Regions from separate parts of the Sus scrofa genome. Here regions 2 and 3 are each linked to region 1. Evidence: chromatin contacts called from public HiChIP or PLAC-seq and promoter capture Hi-C data. All regions are on one chromosome and are shown on one strand. Each heading gives the region's core, a stretch centred on a gene start, on an enhancer-like site or on the middle of the called end of the contact. The rest is flanking DNA. Distances are from core to core; before and after follow the strand shown. Region 1 holds the start of ANO6 (anoctamin-6). Region 2 overlaps ANO6 (anoctamin-6). Region 3 overlaps ANO6 (anoctamin-6).

What was found. Promoter capture Hi-C pulls out the DNA fragments that hold promoters and counts their contacts. HiChIP or PLAC-seq counts read pairs in DNA pulled down with a chosen protein or histone mark.
Region 2: a contact with region 1 is called in an H3K27ac HiChIP or PLAC-seq map of skeletal muscle. The contact joins the enhancer-like site here to the promoter of ANO6 in region 1. A contact is called at or near these places in 4 of 5 promoter capture datasets (fetal skeletal muscle, liver and skeletal muscle), 7 of 47 Hi-C or Micro-C datasets (embryonic fibroblasts, fetal skeletal muscle, liver and 2 more) and 2 of 2 datasets of contacts at active chromatin or transcription factors (alveolar macrophages and skeletal muscle).
Region 3: a contact with region 1 is called in a promoter capture Hi-C map of fetal liver, with 3 times the contacts expected there. The contact joins the enhancer-like site here to the promoter of ANO6 in region 1. A contact is called at or near these places in 5 of 5 promoter capture datasets (fetal liver, fetal skeletal muscle, liver and 1 more), 16 of 47 Hi-C or Micro-C datasets (adipose tissue, alveolar macrophages, embryonic fibroblasts and 11 more) and 2 of 2 datasets of contacts at active chromatin or transcription factors (alveolar macrophages and skeletal muscle).

What each region holds. Positions count from the first base shown.
Region 1 is chr5:76,110,525-76,114,286 of Sscrofa11.1, reverse strand. It overlaps ANO6 (anoctamin-6), which reads right to left and starts at 1,859. Exons shown (of 22, transcript XM_005655713.3): 1 at 488-1,859. The coding sequence starts at 560. LOC110260769 (a long non-coding RNA gene) reads right to left here and starts at 481. Exons shown (of 2, transcript XR_002344171.1): 1 at 1-481.
Region 2 is chr5:76,311,686-76,315,447 of Sscrofa11.1, reverse strand. ANO6 (anoctamin-6) reads right to left here. Exons shown (of 22, transcript XM_005655713.3): 18 at 1-12. Among named protein-coding and RNA genes, the nearest start is that of ANO6, 200 kb to the right of the region's middle. Within about 2 kb of position 2,182, at least 18 of the 83 cell types and tissues checked have an H3K27ac peak or open chromatin away from gene starts, as enhancers often do. A contact at or near this core is called in fetal skeletal muscle and skeletal muscle, where this site is marked.
Region 3 is chr5:76,292,977-76,296,738 of Sscrofa11.1, reverse strand. The region is part of intron 11 of ANO6 (anoctamin-6); the gene reads right to left. Among named protein-coding and RNA genes, the nearest start is that of ANO6, 180 kb to the right of the region's middle. Within about 2 kb of position 2,063, at least 7 of the 83 cell types and tissues checked have an H3K27ac peak or open chromatin away from gene starts, as enhancers often do. A contact at or near this core is called in adipose tissue and fetal liver, where this site is marked.

The DNA.
Region 1 (3,762 bases), core at 610-3,109:
CGCCCACGGCTCGCCGCCCGCGCCAGCTCTTCGGAATCCCCAGCGCCGGTTCGAGCCGGAGGAAATGACCCAAAAGTTGTTGTTCTCAGTCAAGACTTCCGCGCGCGCGGGGGGCGTCTCCCTGTCTCCCGCGACTGTTCAGGGACCGCGACCCTCGCAGGGTTTCTCTAAAGTGACCCGCGGACCCGCGCGTGCCCCGCCCCTCCTCTGCTTTCCCGGGGGCTGCCTGCCCGCCGCGAGCTGAGCAGGGAAGCAGCCGACCCGCGGAGCGCGGCGGCCGCATTGCGGCCCCGGGAGTGCGGCGCGCGGGCTTCCACCTCCCGGTGCTCCCGAGCCAGCTCCCCCGAGCGGCCGAGGGTTCCCGCCAACCTCCACCGCCAAGGGTGCGGCGCCCACGCGCGGTCCCGACTTCCTCCCGCGTCGGCTCGCGCTTTCGGGTGCGGACGCAGGGCCCCAAGTTGGCCCACCCTAAGGACCCCTAGCTCACCGATATCCCCATCCTCGTCGTCGTCGTCCTCCAGCTCCCTTTCAAGTAGAACGTCCCTGGTCATCATTTGCATGCCTCTCCCCGAAGGAGGCTCGGAACTTGGCGCGAAGTTGGGGGTTCCCGGGGTCCCGAACGACGGCGCTCTGGCGGGGCTGGCGCCCGGGCGAGGACGGCGGGGCGAGTCTCGTTTCGGACTCAGGAGCCTCGGTGCTCAGCCCGCGCTCCGGGAAGCCGAGACCAGGAGGCAGCCGACCCGAGCCCTGCGCCCAAGGCAACCTCTGGCCACCGAGCCGGGCCGGCCACTGAGCATGCCCAGTGAGCACCGAGGTTTGCTGCGGAATGATTGAACTTCCCAGGTTTACGAGGCTCTTAGAAGGAAGTCAGGAGAAGGGAGGGAGTAGCTGGCGTCCGCGTTGTGCACGCGAGTGAACTAGCCGAAGGGGGTGGCGAGAGCACGCGAGGGTGGGAGTGGACAGGGTTCTCGGTTGCCCCAAACGAGGCAGCTTTCTGTTCCAAGGTCATATATGGGCACGTCCTGGGGCTTGTTTGCTTTGACATCTATCTAAGAGGGGAAAGACGCAGCTGCAGCTCAAGGAAAGCACCCTGAAGGCGAGCACGTTTGGATGTGTTTAAAGGGAACGTGAAGCTAGTAGAGGATCTTAAAGTATCAATTACTCTGACTCTAGGTGGGGGGATGTGCCTTCCGGAGGGGAATGGGGAGAGGGAGATTACAGGGAAAAGAGGCCAAACTCGTAGATAATAAACAACGGAAGAAAAATGACCCAAAGAGCGAGATCTAAAAATGCTTGTTTACAAAAGGCAAGAGGATTTCCGCCTAAAGTGAGGTTAGGAGGAGGGAGAAGCGCCCCCTACCCCCGCACGCTGGAGCGCACAGGGAGTGGTCGGAAGATGATCACCCAGCATGCAGCGTATTGGGACTTTGAAAGCTTGAACCTTGGCGTCACATAAAGGCAAAGGAAGTGAGGACCTCCCCGATGGTTCGGTGTAAACTCTAAAGCAGTGTGGAAAACTATTATAAGCAGAAGAAATAAGGTGCTGAAATAACGTTGAGGCAGAGAGCGTAAGAATGCTTTCGTGAAGACCAAAGGGCTCAACATGACAAATACAAAGGGATTTCTGCTTTTAAGACACATGGGGTAGTTTGAACTGCAGATTCCTGGGTTTGTGCATCTGCAGAATTTTCTTCCAAGCAGCTGGTGAATTCAGGTGGGACGATTTTTGACTTCTCGAAAGGGCTGGAAGGTGTAACCAAATCCTTGTTGTATTCATTGTCCCCCTAACACTTATTGAAACTTTTTCCCATTTAAGTACCAGCATTATCATGATAATTAGAATAAACATTGAGCTAACACTAAATCTACTGTGCATCTTATTCTCCTATATACTTATTTCTGATGTTTTCATATGAAATTTCATATGAAATGAAACAGCCACAGCAAGCGGGATCCTTAACCCATTGAGCAAGGCCAGGGATCTAACCTGCATCCTCACGGAAACTAACTGAATTTGTTTCTGATGTGTCACAACAGGAACTCCCCATGTGAAAACATTTTCATATGAAACATTGAGCCCACCTGTGAGTGGCAGTGGGAAAACAGCTATGAATATGCATTATAAAACAGCAAATTAAGAAAATATCCAGAATTATTAAATTAGTGATTAACTGAAGCCCTCCTGCACAAATTAATTAATGCATAAAAAAATGAAAAAAAACCCACAAAAAAGAAAATATCCAGGAAACACTGTAATTACTTCTTAAAGAACCTTTTGAAAAAAATTATTTTTAATATAAAGAAAAGTCAATACAGTACTCTGAAGAGAAGAGGGGAAAAATAAAAGATGGGAAGGTAAAGAAAAAGTTGAGAAGTGGAAAAGATTTTTTTTTAATTCTGTCCCCAATGCTTATGGAGCCTACTAAAACAAATTCCAGAGGAATGTTGGTTACATGATTAGTTTTCATGATTTTCATTTGACAAATGCATATGGTAATTTTTATGTGTTAGGCACAATTCTAAATGTTTTACATGTGGTCATTTAATTCTCACAATGACCCTAGGAGTTGTTACCACACATTTACTCAGACACAGGGTGACTGAATAACTTGCCCCAAATCACACACACACAGTAAGTGGCAGAGTTGGGATTCAAACCCAAGCAGCTTATTCTAGAATCTGTGTTCCTAGCCACTTTCTAAACCTCTTCTAGAGACATTTCTAAATCTGTTTTTAAAAAATCACTTTGCACCCCATCAATTCTAAGCTCTTAAATTCTTATCAACTTCCTGCCATAGTCCTCTCACCAAATTGCCTGGTTCTTAGGGCCTAAGACTTTGCTCAAGATAAATTAGTTAGAAAATTCTTGTGTTTGCATTTGCAACAGGTTTCAATGAGTCATTTGAAGTTCTTCACAGATTTTAGAGTTTACATTTTTCTTGCTTGATAAATGTTGCAGAGAGACACTGCTGGCCTTATATGTACAGGTGACTGTTGCTAGAAGAGAAATGAATTATTTACTTTAGTTAGCTGTAAGTCTATTATTAGTAAATCCCATTCTTTCATTTAATCCATTTTATTTCCTGTAATGGATTATTTTTTTTCCACCTAAGACATGCTTCAAAAATAATCAATGTAATAGGCCTAGGTAAGAACCACACCCTTGACTCTGAAAAATTATTGTCTAGAGTTCCTGTCATGGCTCAGCCACAGTTAACAAACCTGACTGTCCTCCATGAGGTTGCAGGTTCGATCCCTGACCTTGCTCAGTGGGTTAAGGATCTGGCGTTGCCATGAGCTGTGGTGTGGGTCGCAGACATGACTCGGATCCCAAGTTGCTGTGACTCTGGCGTAGGCTGGCAGCTACAGCTCCGATTAGACCCCTAGCCTGGGACCCTCCATATGCCACAGGTGTGGCCCCCAAAAGACAGAAAGGCAAAAAAAGAAAAAAAAGAAAAATGATCATCTATATCATGAATAGTTTATGAAATAAAATGTGCCTAACAATCTGTGCCCAGGTTAGAGGGTTTGCAAAGCTTTTCCAAGTCGGGGATCATGGGCCAAATATTTTCTCCCTCATTGGTCTTCTGATTAATTAGAACACTTGTCTGGACACAGAACCGCCTGACTTCTCTGCCCGACCCTTAAATTGGTGCTTCTCTGGCTTCCATCCTTGGGCCTCTTTTCTTCTTATCTTTCCCTGCTTAACTCATTCAGTCTTCTAACTTTAATATATTCCCAAGCAAGGCTAGATTCATGGGC
Region 2 (3,762 bases), core at 933-3,432, 200 kb before region 1:
TTCATGATCCAACTGCCAAAAAGACCAAATTATCAATCAGAATACTGTCAGACCAAGGCCATTAAAGTATTACTGAGAATCAAGCGGAAGACAGCACCTTCCCAAGAATTTCTTGTTTTCGTGCTCTATTTCTTATGTCTGCCTCCCTTCCCCCAAGTATTTTGAAAAAAGTGTTGACCACATACCTGGGTTTATCAAAATTGTAACTACTGCTGTCTTTTCTCCTTCCTTTTCATGTGGGTAGTTTAGTTTTTAAAAGATAGTCTCCCTCACTTGATTAATTTTAGTTTTCTTTTTTCCCCCCTACTTCCCTGCTATTATCCAAAACGGTCTTTCCAGTCTGAAAAATCACGGGAAAAAATAAAAGGGCATGTGAGCTGGTGATAAGTGCTGTGGAGAAAAACAAAGTGGGGCCAGGAAAGGAGGGTGCGTGCACTTGCGGTGGGAGGAGTGGGGAGGGGGCAGGGAAGGTCTCACTCCCAACAGTGACAGCTGAACGAGGTGAGGAGGGAGGCAAAGAGGCGAGGAGAACGGTGACTAGAGCGGCCTGGCAGCAGGAGCCCCTTGTGGCAGAGAGCAAGGAGGCCCCTGCGGTCCAGGGCAAAGAACAAGTCTGGTGGTTTGCGGGGGGTGGAGCCTAAGAGCCCACGCTGAGGATCTGGGCGTGTTTTCACACGCGGAGCCGCTGAAGAGCACTAAGCAGAAAAGGGACATGCTTTGACAATGGATAAACACAGATCCAAGATCCTACTTTCAGGGGAACAAGTCAGGGACCAAAGACATGCAAGCTTCCTCAAAGTCAGTGCAGAGCTTGAAGGAAACACAGCCAGGCCCGGCGACCCAGTGCTCTGCCCCCACTGGGCGCTGCCCCGAAGAGCAGCTTGGTATCGCCTCAGGTTTTTTTTTTTTTTTTTTTTGTCTTTCTTCTCAGAGGCTTGTGGGCCAGATGAATGCGTTCCCCCCCCCTTTTAATGGCAATTTGTCCTGAAAAGAAATTGGAAACAGTTGGCAGTGAAACAAGGTGTGCACCTGTAGCCTATAGAGCCGTTTTCCCCCGAAGCAACAGCTGGCTTGCGGTTTGCGTGTGGAGTTTACCAGAAGAGGCACAACCACAACAAACAACTTAGCATCTGGCTGAACTGCGGCTGATTACAGCGCGTCTGGATGGCTTTCAAATGTGGACAGCGAGGAGGCGTCGCACTACCTTAAAGACAGTCGTCTACGTTGCACGTGCACACGTGTGTGTACAGCACGCACACAGTGTAAGATGTGAATTACAAATAGCTGACCGTGCTGGGTTTCCTGCTGCAGGTGACCTCAGTGTTCACTGTTCACACCCCTAGGCTTGCTAAGGGAAGATTTCTCTTCAAGAGACCGCACCCCTGGGTTTCACAATCTTTCTGCCTTTCTCTCTCCTATGCTCTTAAGGGAGGAGCAGGTGGCTGTGGAACGTGGATGGAATATGGACTCAGACACTTGAACCTGAACTGACGCTTCACTGCTTAGTCCTTATTTAATGTTAGTCAAGTTCAAATAAAATGGGGTGATAAAACCTGCACTGCCCAGGGCTGCTGTCAGGATTAAATGATTCAATACAGGTGAGGTAGTTAGCAAACTTTCTAACACGTCAAAATGCCCTGCGTGGGATTTTCTTTTGACCAGTACAGCCTATCTGGCTGAGGCCAACTGTCAGTGTGGCCGAAGTTGCTTAGACTCTTGGCTTGGGGACAGTGCCTGGATTGCTGGATCTCAGTCCAGCATTTATAAGGACGACATGGAACGCTGGTTGCCGGGGCTACTTCATAGGCCAGAGCCTGGAGCTCTGTAGTCAGGCCAAGTCTGAGGTTTGGCTGGGAATCTGCAGTTTTATAGACATTCCAGGGGCCTTGTGATGTAGATGGCACTGAGGACCACACAGGTCCATCACCCTTCATGACACCCAAACTCGAGATCACTGGTTCCTACTGGTTTACTCTTCAGTCTGCCTCACACTTCCAGCCTGAGCCTCTTGTGGAATTCTCTCCAGACCCCAGAGAAACAGGTCTTTTACTATGGGGGACTCTAATCTATCCAAATCATGATGAAGCTTCTGTCCTGGCTGCCACTTGAATGACTAACCATCTGGCGCTTCTTCCTTGTACTGACTGCCTCCCGCCACCAATCACATTAGGTCATATGAGAAGTCCTGACTAGCTTGCTTTGCTGAGCTGCAGAATCTCAGCCTCCTCTTCAGCCTGAGTTGAACCACTCATCTGAAGCAGGAAATCTTGGGCTGTGGTCTAGTCATCCTTGTCCTTAGCCTTTTGGGTTTTCTATTGGGTTATGATACTCGTACAGGGATATCAATGTGATGGCACATGAGAATCACTCATAGAACTTGTAAGAAAATACAGACACTGGATGCTTCTTCCCTTGGCCAAGGCTGGGAACTTCCTCCCTCTAGCAGGGGATACAAAATAATTTTCTTAGGCATTGACCATGCATTTTAGCATAATAGCATCATAATAAATGGCCCCTTCACTAAGTTCTTACTGTGGGTAAAGTGTGGTGGGAAGCACTTTACACCTCTTTGTATCTTCATTATCATATGTGATCAGCACACTATAAATAAGCACCATTTCTAGGACATTCTCACTTGCTAATCTGGCATACAAGCATCCTTCACTTTATTCACTATATGAATGAATCTATTTCATTCTGAGTTTGCTGTTCCTGAATTGAAAGAGGGACTTAGGATTCTCTTATGTATGTCTCTGACCCATATTCGAGCCAAATCATATCTTGAGAGGAGATATGTCCCCTTATAAGAGTTTGCTTTTTCTTACCATCTAAGTAGTACATACTCATTGCGGAAAAGAGAGAAAACATATAGAGCAAGAAAATTACAGCTATCTATTATCTAAACACCAAAGGATGATGCTACGGCATTTTGGATATCTAACTCTCCTTTTCTTATTAACATTTTTACCATAAAATTTCTCCAGAGCAAGTAGCTTAACCCAGGAGTTGTATTACTGTTTGTCAAATACAGGATAAAATTCCAGGAATGCCCCAAATATTAAAATAGGGAGACTAGGAAGGTCAAAGGGCTCTGAGCTCATTTTCTGAGTCCAACAAACAATTTTATTAATTTACTGATGTTTGTATTTGAAGGCTATGAGTCATTCAGTTACTCAGTTGGCTCACAGACTTCATTTATTCTAGGACCCCAAATGGAGCTGGGGATGGAGGCTGGTGCGAAATGGTGAAACTAAATACACGATGTTCCTTTGGACATATTTAAATGGCATGAAAACAACCACTGACTTTTCTAAGTGTTCTTCCTTCCTATGTATTTTTGGCAGGGGTGTAATTTTGGATAACAAGAGTAATCAATGTATCTTTGCTAAGTAAGAAGGAAACTGGCATCTACACAAAGAGAAGACACTGATGGGAAGAACCCACGCCACTGGCTCACTTGGCTAATATTTAGCACTCCCAGTTTTCAAACAAGGGAAACATAATTCAAAACATATTATCTAAATATTCTAGTCCAGCAGTAGAAATATCTGAAGGCAAAATTCAGCTCACTGGGATTTGCAACAATGTGCTTACTTGAAGGGAGGGTATAAACAGACCATGGAGCATCCTTTATTTTAAAATATTCCATGTGAACACATTTCATTTTGTATGAATTTCTCAGTACCAGTTTAGGAAACAGACCTTTCTCCTTGACTCTTCAAATCATAAAACAGCTCACTGACAGCCAATTAGTCACCAACA
Region 3 (3,762 bases), core at 814-3,313, 180 kb before region 1:
TCCTGCATCATGGCCACTAGAATGTCACCTTCGTGAGGGCAGGGCTTTTGTCCTGTTTGTCACTGAAGCACGAGCACACAGCAGGTGCTAAATAAGTATGGGGTGAATGAATGAACTGAGGGAAGTCATTCCAGAAATGGGAGAACCCCCACTGCATGCGACTCCTGAAGGAAGAATCACCCACCTAGAGGGCCCAGCTGACTCCACCTGCTCCCTGCCCTGAGGGGGTGTCCACTTTCCCCCACTCTCTGCCCTGCCAGTCACTTGGGCCGGATGAGCTGGAGATGAAAACGTCATCATTGATCAGTGAGGCTGCAGCAGCTCTAGCCCCTTGAGTGCTGGGAGTTATGCAGGGAAGAGAGGCTGAAGGAATCCTGGTATGTACCCTCCTACCGGGCAATCCGCTTAGAGCACGGGGACTATACACCAGGGGACCGCTGGTCCTTTCCAACCCAGAGAAGAAGACTGCATGGTGAGAAGAGGGTGCCAGCCTCTTTATGAGCCCAGCCTGGAGCAATCTCTCTAAAGCCGCTTGTGTGTCTGTAAATCCCTCTACATTTTGTCATTTTAATCTAAATATTAGAAATACAGATGTTTTTGAAATTTTTATTGATTTTTTCCGTGAAGAAGATCCTCGATTTCCTCCTCTGCTAAGAAACGAAAATTACTTTTCACTTTATAAAAAAAAATAGCGGCTTACTTTCGTGAATTTCTATCTTCAAACATATCTATTTTAAAGGAATCTCTGATGTAGGACATGAAAGTTGTGCTGCGCTCTGGCACTTAAAGGCAGGCGGAGATGAAACAAACCAGGACTGATCTCATAAGGCTGGAAGGCTGGGGATTTCTCATTCCTGATACAGAAAGAAGGGTCTGGACTTGTGTAGATGAGGTAGAACCCAGGATGTGGAGCTGACGTTTTCTAACCCATTCCTATAATTCAGAGCCCCAGACAAAATGGTGCAATTAGATCAATGAAAATTAATATTTCTGCATCCTTCTAAAATTTTGCTACAAGTTTGTCACTGTACACTGCATTTTGTCATTGATCTAAAGGCTGATGGCAGCCAAATTATTTATAGAGCTCTTACTCTGTGTTTGTCACTTTTTGTCTTGGGGGGGGGGTCTCAGGTAATTTGCCTAATTTCCCTGAGTGTCAATCTTCCTCATCTTTAAAATGGGAGTGGACAGCCATGAGAAAGAATGATGTAATGCCACTCTTGTACTAAGTCAGAGAGAGAAAAACAAATGCTCTATGAAATCACTTATATGGCACAAAAGAACTTAGCTCTGAAAAAAGCAGAAACGGACTCACAGAGAACAAATTTGTGGTTGCTGAGGGGAAGGGGGAATGGGGGAGGGATGATTAGGAGTTTGGGGTTAGCTGATGCAAACTATTCCATTTAGGATGGCAAAACAACAAGGGCCCTACTGTATAGCACAGGGAACTCTATCTCATATCCTGGGCTAGACCATGATGGAAAAGAATTTTAAAAAATAAAATAAAATGGAGTGTAACAGCTATTCATTTGCTCAGTACCTACTAGCAACAGTATCAAGAGGAGATGATTTATGAATATAAAACTCCTCTTCATACAAAAAGCAATATAAGCAATTCTAATGAGTGCCATAAGGGGAGGACAGTGGATACCCTTCCCCTTCTTCCTTGAACTTGAACGTCAAGGGTAGAACGGCTGCTTTTTACCAAATCCTGAACTTAAAGAGCACTTCTGACTGAGAAGTGATAGGACTGCCATGCAAGCACGAAATGGCCTGGTGAAAAATAATGAGTTTTTGGCAGATCCTCAAAGCCTTGAAGGGTGCACGCCCTAGGAGCTGCAGGAGTGGGTGGGAGTTTCTTAGTCCCTAATTTCACAAAGCCAAGAACTTTGCACTGAGGGAGTGGTGTCCATGAAAGACCTGGATAGATCGATAGCCTAGCATAACCACCCAGGGTTCTGGAGCACTCTGGGTCCACATGGCGGCTGACTCACACTACTGTGTGTCCCCGAGGGATGGCACTGGACCATGCGTGATGATGGACAGGAATTTCCTGCTCTGGATATTTTGCTTTCTCTCTTCCTGCAATGTGACAACTGGTCCAACCCCTATGGGGAGCACGGCATTTATGTTCTCTGACAAACCCCACACCACGCAGCTCAAGCTGACTGGAGACAGACAGGGCTCTTCTATGAACATATAACGAGATGAGACAGAAGGCTACTGATAGAAGAAATGTTCACACCTGGGGAGTGGAGAAGTCATCCTGGCTTATACTTGTGTTAACTTGAACATTAGGTAACTCAAACAGCCAGTTTGTGCCTATCAAACATACACTGTACATCTGCTTTAATTGTTACAGAAAAGGACTCACTGACCAGAAGTAAAGAATGTTCATGTTAAAAATAAAGATTAAATACTCCCTTACTGGACACCAGTGCTGGTGCTCCTTCAGTGAAAAGACTCCCATCCCAGGTGCCAAGGCCACACTGACTCGTGTATGTGCTGATCTGGTTTTTTTTTTAAAACCTTGAAGGCATGTATCCCTGGCCTGTTTGATGTTCTTTGTTCTGACAAGATCTAAAACTGTGCTGAAAACTCTGCTTCTCTGGAGGAGTTTCTCAGAGGAATCTGGCAAGCAGACTTCTGGGTTATGGTCCTCAGTGTGGACTAATAAAACTCAGAATCAAAACTCTTTTCTATTCCTGTTATTGATCGTTTACTTTCATCGACACTGCCGAGGGCACTGGGCATCAACCCCAGTTCGTCCTCTCAATCAGGATATCATACATCCAAAGAAAACACGCATCAGCTAAGAAGATGCCGTACGCAGCGCTGAGGGTTGCATCCAGCCATGTCTAAGGATGAGGTGCAGTCCAGTCAATGGGCATGTTCTGGGTGATTTAAGAGTTTGCTGCTGAAGAGCTGGGACATTGTACTGGGCCTTGAAACTATTCAGATCTCTTTACTAACAAAGGCAGACAAGGCTGGCGAGCTTGCTCAGCCTGTATTCCAGTTCCGTAACTGAAAGACTATAAGCTTGAAAATACACTTCTCAGACGCTCCTGCAGTGAGGGTTCCAGATGAGGTTTGACAAATGTCCCTCAGATGCATTGTGTGCTCAGAAACCCAGGTGAATGGAGGCAAAGGTGGCTGTGGGAGCTACGTTATTTGGCTGGTGTGGTGGCAGCCGGAGCAGCAGAGACCTGAAACCAGCAGTCACCACAGCTATTCTGTGATCTCCAAGTGTAGCTAGTGAGGATAATGACTTCCTAAATGCCCCCCGCCGCCCGGCCCCCCATATGCGTCTGCTGTTTTTCTGGAGGTCACTAGGCCCAGCCTAGAACGCAGGGTGCACCAGATCCAAGTAGGTAAGAAACAGGGAATGGGAAGGTGCCCAGAACCTGTACTTCAACCATGACGTGGTGTCTACAACTCCAGGACCCACAATGAGTAGATGGACTGCTTTAGCCTGAAGGAGGGGATATTTTTCAGATAAGCATATGATTTGTGCTATATTTATTACAAAAGGTTTTCTATCCTCAACTTTTATATTTCCAGGGAGCAGAAAACTACTCTGCCACATAAATGCGGGTGCAAAAGAGATGCTACAGGAATGAGATGATGGTGATATGAAAACCTTCAGTTCTGCAATTTCAAGCTTTCTGTAATGAGGTTCACAGCAGTAGTTCTCATAAGGCAGAGGTAACCAGAAAAGCAATATAAGGCATTTAAAATAAAGACTTCATCATGCATACATAT